Regions from separate parts of the Oryctolagus cuniculus genome. Here region 1 is linked to region 2. Evidence: chromatin contacts called from public Hi-C data. All regions are on one chromosome and are shown on one strand. The core of a region is the stretch at or near the end of the contact, and the rest is flanking DNA. Distances in the headings are between cores, read along the strand shown. Region 1 has its middle 27 kb from the start of TLR3. Region 2 holds the start of CCDC110 (coiled-coil domain containing 110).

The links. A called contact is a pair of places that touch in the nucleus more often than the background predicts.
Region 1: a Hi-C map of an unstated tissue shows a contact between it and region 2, with 4 times the contacts expected there. The contact joins the enhancer-like site here to the promoter of CCDC110 in region 2. A contact is called at or near these places in 3 of 6 Hi-C or Micro-C datasets (ear pinna, skin fibroblasts and an unstated tissue).

Annotation. Positions count from the first base shown.
Region 1 is chr2:68,019,353-68,026,184 of mOryCun1.1, forward strand. No RefSeq gene overlaps it. Among named protein-coding and RNA genes, the nearest start is that of TLR3, 27 kb to the right of the region's middle. Within about 2 kb of position 1,504, at least 6 of the 8 cell types and tissues checked have an H3K27ac peak or open chromatin away from gene starts, as enhancers often do. A contact at or near this core is called in ear pinna, where this site is marked.
Region 2 is chr2:67,433,589-67,440,245 of mOryCun1.1, forward strand. It overlaps CCDC110 (coiled-coil domain containing 110), which reads right to left and starts at 3,820. Exons shown (of 8, transcript XM_051833153.2): 1 at 3,662-3,820; 2 at 3,277-3,381. The coding sequence starts at 3,671.

The sequences.
Region 1 (6,832 bases), core at 254-2,753, 580 kb after region 2:
TGCTCATGTAACATGGTTCCCCACACACACCCATGCCTCTCCACACAGAGGGTAGCCCTCCAAACTTCCCTGCAGGAAGTCTCAGACGAGGAGTTGCAAGCTTGTTTTTTTTGTTTTGCTTTTCTGCTCCTACAGTTCAAGCAGACATCCTAACTGTAGTGCTGAGAGTGATTCCGTAAATGGGTTGGGAGAGGAGTTGAAAAGCCAGCCCTAGGGTGGGCGTTTGGTCCAGCAGTTAAGACTCTGCTTCAGCCGGTGCCGCGGCTCACTAGGCTAATCCTCCGCCTTGCAGCGCCAGCACACCGGGTTCTAGTCCCGGTCGGGGCGTCGGATTCTGTCCCGGTTGCCCCTCTTCCAGGCCAGCTCTCTGCTGTGGCCAGGGAGTACAGTGGAGGATGGCCCAAGTGCTTGGGCCCTGCACCCCATGGGAGACCAGGAGAAGCACCTGGCTCCTGCCATCAGATCAGCGCGGTGCACCGGCTATAGTGCGCCGGCCGTGGCGGCCATTGGAGGGTGAACCAACGGCAAAGGAAGACCTTTCTCTCTGTCTCTCTCTCTCACTGTCCACTCTGCCTGTCAAAAAAAAAAAAAAAAAAAAAGACTCTGCTTCAGCTGCCTGCATCACATTTTGGAGTGCCCGGGTTTGAGTTCGGGCTCTGCTTCTGATCTGCTTCCTGCTAATGTGTATCCTGGGAGGCAGCAGGTGACAGCTCAGGTTGTTGGGTCCCTGCTACCCATGTGCCAGACCTGAACTGAATTCCTGGTCCCAAGATTTGCCCAGGGCATTTGGTGAGTGAGCCGGTGGAAGGGAGATACTATGTCTCTCTCCCTCCCCGCCCCAAAACTAAATAATTTTAAAAAGAAAAGCCAGCCTCAAAATACATGAGATACTCTGTCTGTTTTCTTCATGGTGCCAGAGCACATGGGACAAAATAAAATACATGTGATGGTCTTAAAATGTTTATATGTTTAATGTCTCCCCTACTACATTCATGTCTATGTCCCTTTCCTGCCTTGTTCTCTGGGCTTTGTTTGTGGAATTCTTTGGAGTACCCTCTACATAGTTGACACTCAGTAAACATTATTGAATAAATGAACAGACTCCTTGAGAGAGGGATACCAATAAAAACAAAAATAATTGCCCTTCCCATGGAAAACTCCTTAGAGAAGCAGACACAGTGTTTGTGTTCCACTCCATGAGATGCCTAGGAGGAAAGTACAAGAAGGGAACTGAAGTGCTGTGTGCTCTAGTTAATTTGCTTGAAAAGCAGTGATTTTGATCATGGAACTATTAAGATGTATATGAAAGCCACCACCCCTGCCCACCCAACAAAAACGAAGCAAAGAAAGAAAGAAGAAAATACATAAAACATTCCCAGTCTATGTGCAGGTAGGAGACACGTGTGAACAGCAGATCACTACCCTAGAAGTGCAGGCCATCAGCTAGAGCCATGTTTGGAAGTGCCCGACCGCCTGCAGCAACCGCTTTGCTAAGCTCTCTCAAGTCTCTGACGCAAATCCCTGGACCCTGCGCCAGCTCGCTTTCAGACTGATTCATTGGCAACAGAGAGGAAGGGAAAAAATCCAAGGTCTTAGGGTGCATTTCTTTCATTCTCTTTCTACAGCTAAAAGGAGGCTAGAAGCCTGAGAAAGGATTCCAAGTAGCTGAAGAACAGCCAGAAAGGGAGATTAGCAAGGAACATTCTGAGAGCTGAGGGATTTTTCTTGAGTTTAGCATGAGAAGAATTCCGTGCATTGTCTGTGCATTCTGATGGCATTGCTCACCACTTCCCGTTTCCTCTACCATGCAGGGACTGAAGTGGAGCTGAGCACAAACAGGCAGCTCCGGGTGCCAGAGCAGCAGCCAAGTCCCAGCGCCCATCTCCGACTGTTCAGGTGGAACCAAAAGGAGGCCTGTTTGCCCTCCTCTGACTACCCAGGGAGAGCTGCAAATCTCGTTGCCACTGGGACACCTGGGCTTGGCATGGAGACCTGTTCCTTCCAAGTGATTAACTTGTCAGCTTGCCAGGTTTCAAGGGCAAGCAGTTATGAACAACAAACAAATGATAAAATTGTTCTCAGTGTCTTGGTAGCTATCAACGTTCTGCTTTGGTTTTCTCTGTTTAATGAGAATTCTCCCTTATGACCTTCCCTCACTCCATTGTGTAATTTTATCCAGTTAATGACCTTTTGACCTATATGAACTTCGAGGATATTCATGAAGGAAGGGGAGGGTCATGAAAAGAAAGTCCCTTACACTCATCTCCCTTTACCCTGGGGATAGCTCCTTGCGAGCACGCTGGTTTTTGAAATGCATTTTCTGACATGTTTCCATTTCCTATTGGTCTTGGTGCCTGAGCACCCCAGTCATGGAAGTCGTGGGTTTCCGTGCTTCATGGGCAATGCAGTTCAGGACCCCAAATATGGCACACTAGTGTTCTGATACTTAAAGTGAGGGCAGCTGAGGAGGGGCAAATAAAAGGCGATCTTTCCCAGCACTTCTCTTACCTGCCTAAAGACAGGTCCTCCAAAAGCAACTCACTTCTCAGGAATCCCCTCCCCAGGACTCTGATCACTGGGGAAGGTTGAACTCATCACAAGAGAGGACACCCAGACTGGTTTGGTCACAGGCTGTCACCTATGCTTGGGAGGGCACATTATCTTTCCCCCAGATCACTTATTCCCCCCTAAGCTTCCTGTGTCTCCTTCTTCTGTCCCCTCTGAAGAAGATACGCAAGCTTCCACTTTTCATTCCAGGGACACCCCTGTGCCACCTTTACTCCTGGGGACCTACCTCCTGACAGTTTGTTTCAGGGACTATCGTCCTGAATATTCAGAGGTTAGAAGGAAAGTCTCCCCTCCCTCGCTAGGGAAATGGGGCTTCTTGCTTGTAGCTATATGCTTTGACCATCAAATTTGATTTCTCTTACTGTCTATAGCAAGACCAAGACAGGACGACCAAAGGCTAAACTTTGGAGAGAGGAAGAGAATGAGAAAGGACGAGCAAAAGCAAGAGAGAAAGACAGGAAGAAAGAGAAGCGAGTGTCATGGACGTCTCATGCATATAAAGCGCCTGGCCTAGATGTCTGAGAAGGCACCGTTTTTGCCATGAGAGCAGGGAGGAGTGACCCTTTGTCCCTTGAGGGTGTGGTCAGGAGATGCAAGCTGTTGTACATCAGGAGGAGGTGGAAAGGGTGGGCGAGTAACAGAACTGCTGTGTCCGTTCCCTTGGTGTGGGGAGGCTGTGAGCTGGGAAACTGAGCATTAAAGGAAGTGAGCATTTACTAAAGGAAAGATCTAATTTTATTTTATTAAAATTTGTTTTATTTATTCCGAAGTCAGAGAGAGCAGTAGAGACTGAGACAAAGAAACAGACAGAAAGAGATCTCCCATCCACTGGTTCACTCCCCAAATGCTGATAAAAGGTAGGGCTGGGCCAGGCTGAGGCCAGGAGCTGGGAACTCAATCCTGATCCCTCCCACATGTGTGACAGGAACCCGACTACTTGAGCCATCACCTTCTGCCTCCTAGCGTGCACATTAGCAGGCAGCTATTGTCAGGAGCAGAATTGGGGCATGACTCCAGGCACTGAATAAAAGATTTAAAATGAACAGAAGTTGAGATGAGCTAGATCTTGATTCACATTTGCGCCCCACACCCCAACACCAGCAGGTTGACTTGCAGGAGCAAGATGTGTCAATGGTAGGGAAATTGAGGGGCTACCTTTTATTTACACATCTGACTCGTGTGTGAGTGATTTCACTACCCAGTCATAGAGTTAAACAGTGTTGGGGCTGGCACCGCGGCTCACTTGGCTAATCCTCTGCCTGTGGTGCAGGCACCCCGGGTTCTAGTCCCAGTCAGGGCACCGGATTCTGTCCCAGTTGCTCCTCTTCCAGGCCAGCTCTCTGCTGTGGCCTGGGAGTGCAGTGGAGGATTGCCCAGGTCCTTGGGCCCTGCACCCGCATGGGAGACCAGGAGGAAGTGCCTGGCTCCGGGCTTCGGATCGGCGTAGTGGCCACTTGTGGGATGAACCAACGGAAAAAGGAAGACCTTTCTCTCTGTCTCTCTCTCTCTCACTGTCTAACTCTGCCTGTCAAACAAACAAACAAACAAAACTTAGTGTTGATCAGTTCAAACTCAGAAACTAAGAATAGAAAAAAAAGGCAATTTCATTCACAATCTTGGGACTTGCAATTCAGGAGACACAGATTCAGATGGCTCTGAACCAATGTTGCAAAGAAGCAGGGAAGGTGGGAGCTTAATGCATGGTTTTGTTTTATTATTAAACATTAAACATTCTTTTGTGGGCGAACTTCCATTGAAGCTAAGAGCAGAGGCTACATGATAGAGACTGTGTAATGGGCCAAAGAAAAGCATGCATATATTTAGTTAAACTGTCCCTAGGAGTTTGATTGCCTCTTGCCATACATCTTGAATCTCTGAATTCAGTGTGATTGATCATCTGTTCCAGATGACTGCAGTCAAGGGGAAAAGTGTCTAAAGTTCACATTCCAGGCAGCAGCTGGAGTCATGCATACTTTGTGATTCCCTAGTGGTCTCCTGATCCATTTGGAAAATTCCCTCAATGTTCTTTCATAATAACTCTTTCCTTTTATTTGCACATTTCCCCCCTTGTGATCATGATCTTTTTGAAGAGAGTCATCAATGCCCAGTCTTTGCATTGTGTGTGATAGATCTGGTTCTTGGTGTTAGGAGAGCTTAGGCAACATCTGGATATTCTCTATTGGAGGATACTCACTAAGATTGATTAACAGTCTTGGCTCATTGTGTGATCACTCTCTTAGCAGCAAAGTGGTTAAACCATGAGTTATACAACGTGTCAGGACTTTACAGGAAATACAGACAAGGAGAAGAGCAACTGACAATAACAATGTCATTGACAAGAATTCTAACCAGCTGGAACCTAATCCAAGGCAGCTCTCTAATAGGTTTCTTAAACCAGGTGTTAGACTTTTCACCGGCTAATGCTCCACGCAGCTCTGAAGTCTTCATCTTGATCCATTTCTCCTTCAAAGGCCCAATGCTTCCAAAGCACCTGAGGTTTTTCCAAAGTGATCTTCAGTCACATTCCAGAGAGAGATGTAATACCATCCCCCTAAACTGGCTCAAAGCCTGCTGCAAGTGCAACACCTGTGCAGATGGGCCAAGAAGTGTCCAGAGGTCACCCATGCCTTAATTTCCATGCAAAGATCACCTCCCAGAAGGCGTGCCAGCCTCTTTTCTGTAACACGCCATGGATGTGGAGTGTGTTCCCGACCTATGGCTCGAATGAGCTTCTGTCCACCTCTGCATGTAACAACAAAAGTGCCCCTTCTAAGTATTCATTCCTCACCCAAAATGAGACACCTGCTTTCTCTTGCTTGAGGTGTCAGGGCTCTGGCAATGGTTCTCCATGGTCTCCTTATTTACTACAAAGAAAATTTACTTTGTGTGATAACTAACTTCTGGTGGAGGTTTTGATTTCCACTCATCAGGAAGTGACTTCACTTTGGGTAGGTGACAGAGTCACTTAAGCATTAATTTGTTTCTTCATGTGGTCTTCCAATTCTGCTTTGAAAAGCTCTTTCCAGAATGTGTTCACCAAGATTTTTTCTTTTATTTTCACAGCAGCGACTGCCTGTTTTATTGATGAATCTGTTCTGAGGGCGACAAAGGCAGATTGGGAAACGACACGTTGATGACCAAGTCCCTTCTCAAAATGAACCTTTCTGTTTGTTCTTCTTGCCATTGCTGTAAGACACTGTGGTAGGAAACTTTTTAAAAAGAAAAGGCAAAGGATATTGGCAAATCAGTATCTCCCTCACCTATAAGCTCCACAGACTAACAGAACTTTTTATGTTGTGACGTCAGTCAAGTCCAGGTCAGTCCACCTTGTTGAGCTACGTTCAGCCACAATCTGAAATGACTTGCTTGCGAAAAGCACTGTGTCTGCTTCTGGGTTCTCTCTTGAGAGCCCCAGGCTTATGTTAACCAGTAGAAGAATCCCTATTCAATTTGGAACTGACTTCTTTGTTGTAACTTGAAGACTGTTAATAAAGGCTACATAGTATCTAAGGAAGAACAGGGCACTCAAAAGGATATTGACATACTGTGAAGGAAACTGGGCCAACAGTCTAAAACAACAGCTCCTGCACTTGGGAAAGCATATTAACCCATGGAGAAGAAAGCAGGTGAAACTGTCTTCACTTGGACAGGCAAAGAAGATAAAACACCTGTCAGTCTTCTCAAATAAATTTTATTTTCTTAATAAAAAAGCATGTTTATATTAATATTGCTGCGTGAATGCAAAAGTTATTATCCTTCAGTGTACAGATAGATAATTGTGGATACACTATGGACTCCCAGTCTCTTTGCTTGGCCTTAGTGGCACACTCACCTCACTCCCCACCCTTACAGGTAGGGAGACATTTCTAACAATTTTTAAGAATGTTGATTTATGTATTTGAAAGGTAGGGTGGCAGAGAGAGAGAGAGAGAATCTTCCATCTGCTGGTTCCCATCCCAAATGCCCATAGCACTCAGCACTTGACTAGGCCAAAGCCAAGAACCTGGAGCCTTTTTCTCTTGTGGGTTGCAGGGGCCCAAGCACTTGGGCCATCATCTGCTGCTTCCCAGGACGCTCATGAGCAGGAAACTGGATCAGAAGCAGAGGAGCCAGGACTTGAACTGGTACTCCAGTAGGAGATGCAGGCATCGTGAGCAGTGAGTTAACCACTGCCTTACAATACCTACCCTATTTTATGAATTTTTGAAGACATTTTTGGAAAAATATTTCTAGCTATTTTTCCTACCTAAACATCTGTCCATTT
Region 2 (6,657 bases), core at 2,570-5,069:
GGATGACTCAGAAGTCAGCCTTTTTCTCCAGCAATACCCACATGATTCAGTGCAGGCAGAGAACAGGCCTGGAGCTGGGTTCATCTATTTTTAAAAGCTATTAAAATAACTTGTTTTCCTGATGAGTTTCAGAAGCATTGGCTGCTACTTTCCCCCAAAGGATTGGTAATTTTTAAATCCAGCAATATTTAAAGAGCCACATGGAACTATGTGGAGGGAAATTATCAAAGAATTGCAGGAGACCTAGCACAATCACTCTCAGCTACACGTTCGACACTGGGAGGCACACAGACCCAGTGGAGGAGACAGTCCCAACCCTCAACAAGCTTACAGTCTATCAGGAATGTAAAAAAGAGCATTCCTATTACAGTCCACTGAAATTCTCCAGCTGTTTCATAGTTAAGTATTAAAAGCAGAAAAACAAGACAATTATCAACAGGATGACTTGTGAGATAATTAAAGATAAGGGGAGTTTATTCTGAAGCCTGCTTAAAGTTATGTCATAGTCAACGTATCTGGAAAGTATTAAGGGCATACCCAGAGCTAATGGAACCAGAACAAATTTAAAAATGCAACATGGGATGATTCTGTATAGGATGTCCCTCTGAAGATTGGCTCAAATACTGAGATCACTACAAAAATTCAAGTTCATTTCTAGAAATTACTGATTCACAAAACCTTGTGCCCAAGGCGCTGTCATGGTCAGCAGAAGTGTGAGCCGTGGGGTCAGGCTGCCTGGGTTTGAACCCTGGCTTTCCCACACCTCTCTTTGAGGGCTAACTCTGGGCAAATGTCTAGTTTGTAGGTAGAGCTCTTCGGCATGGTACATGGTATACACTAAATGCTTGGGAAACATTTACTTGAATCATTATCGCAGAGGCAATTTGATGATGGCTTGGTTAATGGGAAGGAAGGCTGCTCAGGACTCCCCAGTGCTTCCAGGGTTGCTCAGAATATGACCCCATGCCCTTACATGGAACTGCAAAGCCCCCTGCCCAGTCTCCCCTTACCCAGTCTGCTGCATTCACAACAGCTCTTCCTGAAACAGGACAGCTCCCACACCCCAGGGCTGTGCGCTTGCGTTGGAAATGTGCACTGATTTCTCCTTTACCTCATTCTTGGTGCAGATGCGACCTGCTGAGTGAGCGCTTCTCCTACCACCCTGCTGAAAATTGCACACTCCCTCCCTGACTCTGACAGCCATCTGCTACTCTCCCCCTCTCTGCCTTACTTTTCTCCATAGGATTTGCTCCCAGCTCACACACAGCATCCTTTGTCTGTCCCTACAGCAAGAACGTTAGCTTCACGTGGACAGGGATTGTGGAATGCCAGCACCTAAAACAGCACTTGATACATAGCCAGTGCTAAAAAATATGTGTACAATAGATGTTCACATGTGTGATGGATGTATGCATGAAAGCTTGGGTAGATCAGGGGTGCTACGTAAAACATGCTGGTCACCCTGAAGTTCAAAAGTATCCCGCACAAAAAAAAAAAAAAACCCTTTCCAATCAATCAAGGCTTAATGGGGGTTAATTAATTACTGTTCTAAACTCAAAGACCTTAGGAATATTATACAACTCTTGTAACAGCATTATTTATGCTAATCAGGATGATATCCTGTTGGTCAGTATTCTAGGAATGGAGATGTAATGAGATGCAGAGCTGAGGACAGGAAGAGGGGAGGGCTCAAAGTCAGGCTTCCTCATTGGGCTGGGAGTCGCAGGCAGGCAATTCCTGCTGTCTTAGGAAAATGATAGCTAGCATCTATTGAGTTCCCCTTCTGTGCTCCATCCTACACACTTGCAATCACCATGGCTAACAAGACTGTAACTCTTTGGCTGGTGCCGTGGCTCAATAGACTAATCCTCCGCCTGCTGCGCTGGCACCCCGGGTTCTAGTCCCGGTTGCTCCTCTTCCAGTTCAGCTCTCTGCTATGGTCCGGGAGTGCAGTGGAGGATGGCCCAAGTGCTTGTGCCCTGCACCCACATGGGAGACCAGGGGAAGCACCTGGCTCCTGGCTTCAGATCAGCGGCCATTGTGGGGTGAACCAACGCAAAAAGGAAGATCTTTCTGTCTCTCTCTCTCACTGTGCACTCTGCCTGTCAAAAATAAATAAATAAATAAATAGACTATAACTCTTAAACAGTGTATATTATCTTTACGTGCTGGCTTCTTTCTCCAGAGCCCTATATCTCATTCATATTGGAAAACACATGTTCTTGTGAATTAAGGTACCTCCATTTCTTCTGACAATAAATACCCTCTTAGAGGCAAATACCGGGCAAACTTCAGATCCAAGTAGGCTATGGAGACCCTTTCCCCCTCCCGGTTGCACAGGGAAGCCGGCGTGTCCTCACGGGTGGTGGCAGGCAGGGAGCAGAGAGGGGACCGGTCAGGGCACAGTCCTGCTGTGTCCTCACGGGTGGTGGCAGGCAGGGAGCAGAGAGGGGACCGGTCAGGGCACAGTCCTGCTGCCCCAGGAGACGGTGCCCACCCAGGTGGTGATGGGATGTGTTCCATCCTCCACAGGCATTTGTGAAGATGCAGAACTCGTGTCCTGAGGCTGGCCTCGTCAGGTTGCGGGCTCCTCTCAGCACATCTGTGTCGGGAGGGTCTGGCCGCCCCACGTGGCGTACAGGTGACCGTGTCGGGGCGTCTAACTCGGCCCATCAGTTTGGCTCTGGCCCCTGCCTCCTTCCCTGGCCTGCCATGCTGACAGCAGGGCCCTCCGGGGTGTGCAGTCTCGCCCGGCTTCTCTGGAGGAAGTGAGACTGGAGTCTCAGGATTCTCAGCTGGGCACCGACACGCATCTCACGCGCGGTTCCTGTGGGGCCTGAAATCTGAAGCTAAGTGGTTACCGCAAACATCCTCCTTCCCACACGACATCCTGTAGCCCATAAACATTTAACACGAATGCGAAGTTCGGGTATTTTTTGAGGTAAAGTATGTATCTTTTTAGCGTTCAAGAAAACCAACAAGTCTTGGCGCTCAGAGAAGCTGTGTGGCGGTGCTGTCCAGAGGCGAAGGTCCGCAGCCCGGACCTGCCCGCTCTGTTCCCCGCTGCCCCTGTGACTCGGGGACTCAGCCAACCCCTCTGCGCCTGGTTCCGCACTTGTAAAAAGGGACGACGATAGCGCCCCCTTAGATAGCTTAGAGCAGTGTCCGCACAAGCCCTGCGGGCCGGGCAGCGTCGCCTGCGCAGTGACCCGCAGTCCGCCGGCACCGCGGGGCCGCCCCACCGCTGCCCCCGAGGCCTCGCCCGGGAGGTTTTACCTGCGTCGCTGCCGCCACCTTCCTTTCCTCCCTCGGAGGACTTGAGGATCTTAGCCGCTGACAGGAGAACGGAGTCGACGTCGTCCCCTTCCTCAGGATGCCTTTCTGTAAGGGAAGCGCCCTGCGCTCTGGGTCCCGCCTGGCGGGGAGGCGCGGCTGGCGGCCGCTGGCCGCTGGAGGGCGCGCTCGGGCCACGCAGCGGAGGAGAGGCGGCCGCCGCGCCAGAGCGGCGCGCCCGCAGCGGCCGGCCGGGGTGCGCTCCAGGTGGACCCGGGAATCCCGGGCGTTTGGGGCTGACGGGCCTCGGGCCACGCACTTTTATTCTCCCTCCCCTTCCGACTTTCCGCGGCTCCCCCCTCGGAAACAGCCCCAGCCCGGCTCTCACCGGGGCTCATGTCTGCTGTTCAAGGCCTCTCTCCCAACTGCCTCCCCCACGCATCCGGCTCCGCCGCTTCGCGCCCGGGCAGCCCGTTGCCTGGTAACGGGGCCGCTGGGCGCCGCCCCCCGGCCACGAGCGCAGCGGAGGCTGGCGCAGGTGAGGCGGGCGCCGGGCGCAGGTGAGGGCGGGCACGGGTGAGGCGGGCGCCGGGCGCAGGTGAGGCGGGCGCGGGCGTAGGTGAGGGCGGGCACAGGTGAGGAGGGCGCGGGCGCAGGTGAGGGCCGGCACAGGTGAGGCGGGCGCGGGCGCAGGCGAGGGCCGGCACAGGTGAGGCGGGCGCCGGCGCAAGTGACGCGGACGCGGGCGCAGGTGAGGGCGGGCACAGGTGAGGAGGGCGCGGGCACAGGTGAGGCAGGCGCAGGTGAGGCGGGCGCGGGCGCAGGTGAGGGCGGGCACAGGTGAGGAGGGCGCGGGCGCAGGTGAGGCAGGCGCAGGTGAGGCGGGCGCGGGCGCAGGTGAGGGCGGGCACAGGTGAGGAGGGCGCGGGCGCAGGTGCGCGCGCTCGCCCGGGGCCCTGGCTCCTGGTCGTCCGCTGGGCCCGACGCTCTTCCCACGGGCAGCCGAGTGCTGGCAGGGACCCCTCGCCCCCTTCTTCTCTCGCGCCCACCCGGTTGCCTACCTTGGCCTTGGGGATTCTCCGTCGTCCCGATAGCTATGGGAGCTCAGCTGTGTTGGAGACGCGGCGGCGCTGGGCACGGGCACACTCTGAGGAGTGGCCGCCCCAAGGTTTACTTTGGTTCAGTTTCCTTCCTCTTGTTTCATTCCAGGATTGGCCCGAGGCTGAAATGATGAAAAGACTTTTGTTTGCCCTAGTTAAAAGAAGTTTAATTAAAAGACAAAGGCCTCTACCACATTAGGTTAAAAAGTCACTATTTCTTAACAATTTAGTTTTCATACAAATGGATTTTTTCTAACAAATAATTTATGCTATTAATATATAATATTATTATAATATTCTATAATTTGTTATGTAATTGTAACTTATGTTGGCAAATCAATATTGGATAGTACGTAGAAATTACTTGTGGGTCTAAATTGAAGGTGTCAGTTACACCATTTAGCATAAAATATAAAAATCAGATGGTGAGTACTATAATATCAAACTCAAATTTAGCCAGTGTCCTAGTCTCTAAAGAGTTTCATTGTAAGTGCCTCCCAATCAGCTCACCAGTCAGAAAAGCAGGCCTTGTACTAGAAGTTTTATGCTAGATATTAGATCAATAAGACCTTTTGGTTATCAAGATCATTTTCCTTTTGTAAACTTAATTACACATATTCCTAGTTAGGAAAGAAAGCAATTGACTTGTCAGAAAGTTACTGTAATTAATATATAAAACCCTATCTATGAAGTTAATAAAACTATAATAAATTAAGAAAGATGATTTAAAAATGAAGAGTTCTACAATATAAATGACATTCCCTTTAGAAAGGCCTTAGGGCATAATTGCATGGGTGACCCTGTTATTTAAGGAGAGAATCTGGAAATAGTAGCAAGAGAATGAACATGTTGCTTACACAGTGCAGTGGAGGGTGGACCCAGCTCTACTGGGCACTCACTGCAGGTATGAAATGTGTGTGCAGAGAGAAAAGCCTTGTTTGGTTATGCCTACTCACTTAAAACCATCGTCCCCCATCCCAACCTACACTTGGAAACTACCTCCGTTCTGAACCTTCTGGTTGAGGTTGAGGATGACCTGAGACCTGACCTCTCAGAGCAGGATGTACTTACCTGCACAACACTGGACCAGTTGTGGTAAGGCTGAGGAAAACTCCAGGCAGAGGGCGCTGCTCCGATGGGTGCCGTAGTTACATAAAAGGCGAATGGTGAAGGGCAGCTCTCCACACCAGAGTTTAGGGTGAGCTTCCAAACACTGTTGACATTTTTCCTCCAATCGGAAAAGATTTAACTATTCTAGGTCAGATATGATTTGGAAAGGTATATTTTGAAGAGCTTTCAGGAGACTGTTATTTGTATTATGTATCAGCTTTGTTGAAGTTGCTAAACTTCTAAAAACCTGAACAATTTTACAGGTTTCTCATAAATGCATGTTTAGGTGGCCTATAAAATTTAAAGTCCTTCCAGAATCTTGTTTGTTAAGTCTTTTTTTGAGAAATTTAAAAATAATGAAACATACAATGATGTAACTAACTTCTGGCTTCCATCTCACAGAATTAACAGTGATCACTCTATTGCCATATTTGTTTTTTTATTCAGAAAAATAAAACATGTAGAGTTGGACGCTCTCCACTATCTCTTATCCTATTCCTAATTCCTCATGTTCTTCCCGTAAGAAAACATCACCACAAATTTGGGATGCTGTCTTCCAGTTCAGTTTTTTTTTTTTTAATGTGCTCAGGATTAACATAGGTCATTGTTCTCTGTTTTAAAACTTTTTATAAGTTATAGCATAGTTTATAGTTTATTCCACAGCTTTCTCTTTTTACTCACCACTTGTATTTAGATCTTTACTTCAGTATTAAAATGGGCTTGAGCTAGCTCTCAGTTCTTCACCAACTTACAGTAAAGTTCAAGGATGCTATGATCTCTGTTTTTTTTTTTTTTAAGATTTATTTATTTATTCGAAAGGCAGAATTACAGATAGACAGAGGCATCTGCTGGTTCATTCCCCAGATGGCTGCAATGGCCGGAGCTGTGCCAATCTGAAGCCAGGAGCCAGGAGCTACTTTGGGGTCTCCTACACAGGTGCAGGGGCCCAAGGACTTGGGCCATCGTCTACTGCTTTCCCAGGCCATTTGCAGGGACCTGGATGGGAAGTGGAGCAACCAAGACTCGAACCTGTGCCCATATGGGATCTTGACACTGAAGGTGGAAGCTTTACCTGCTACTCCACAGCGCCAGCACCCTGCTCCCCCGAGTTCTTTTTCTCCTCAGTTGTTAAAGGTTGAGTTGTTTGTATGACGTCCCCTCTGTCTTTACAAGA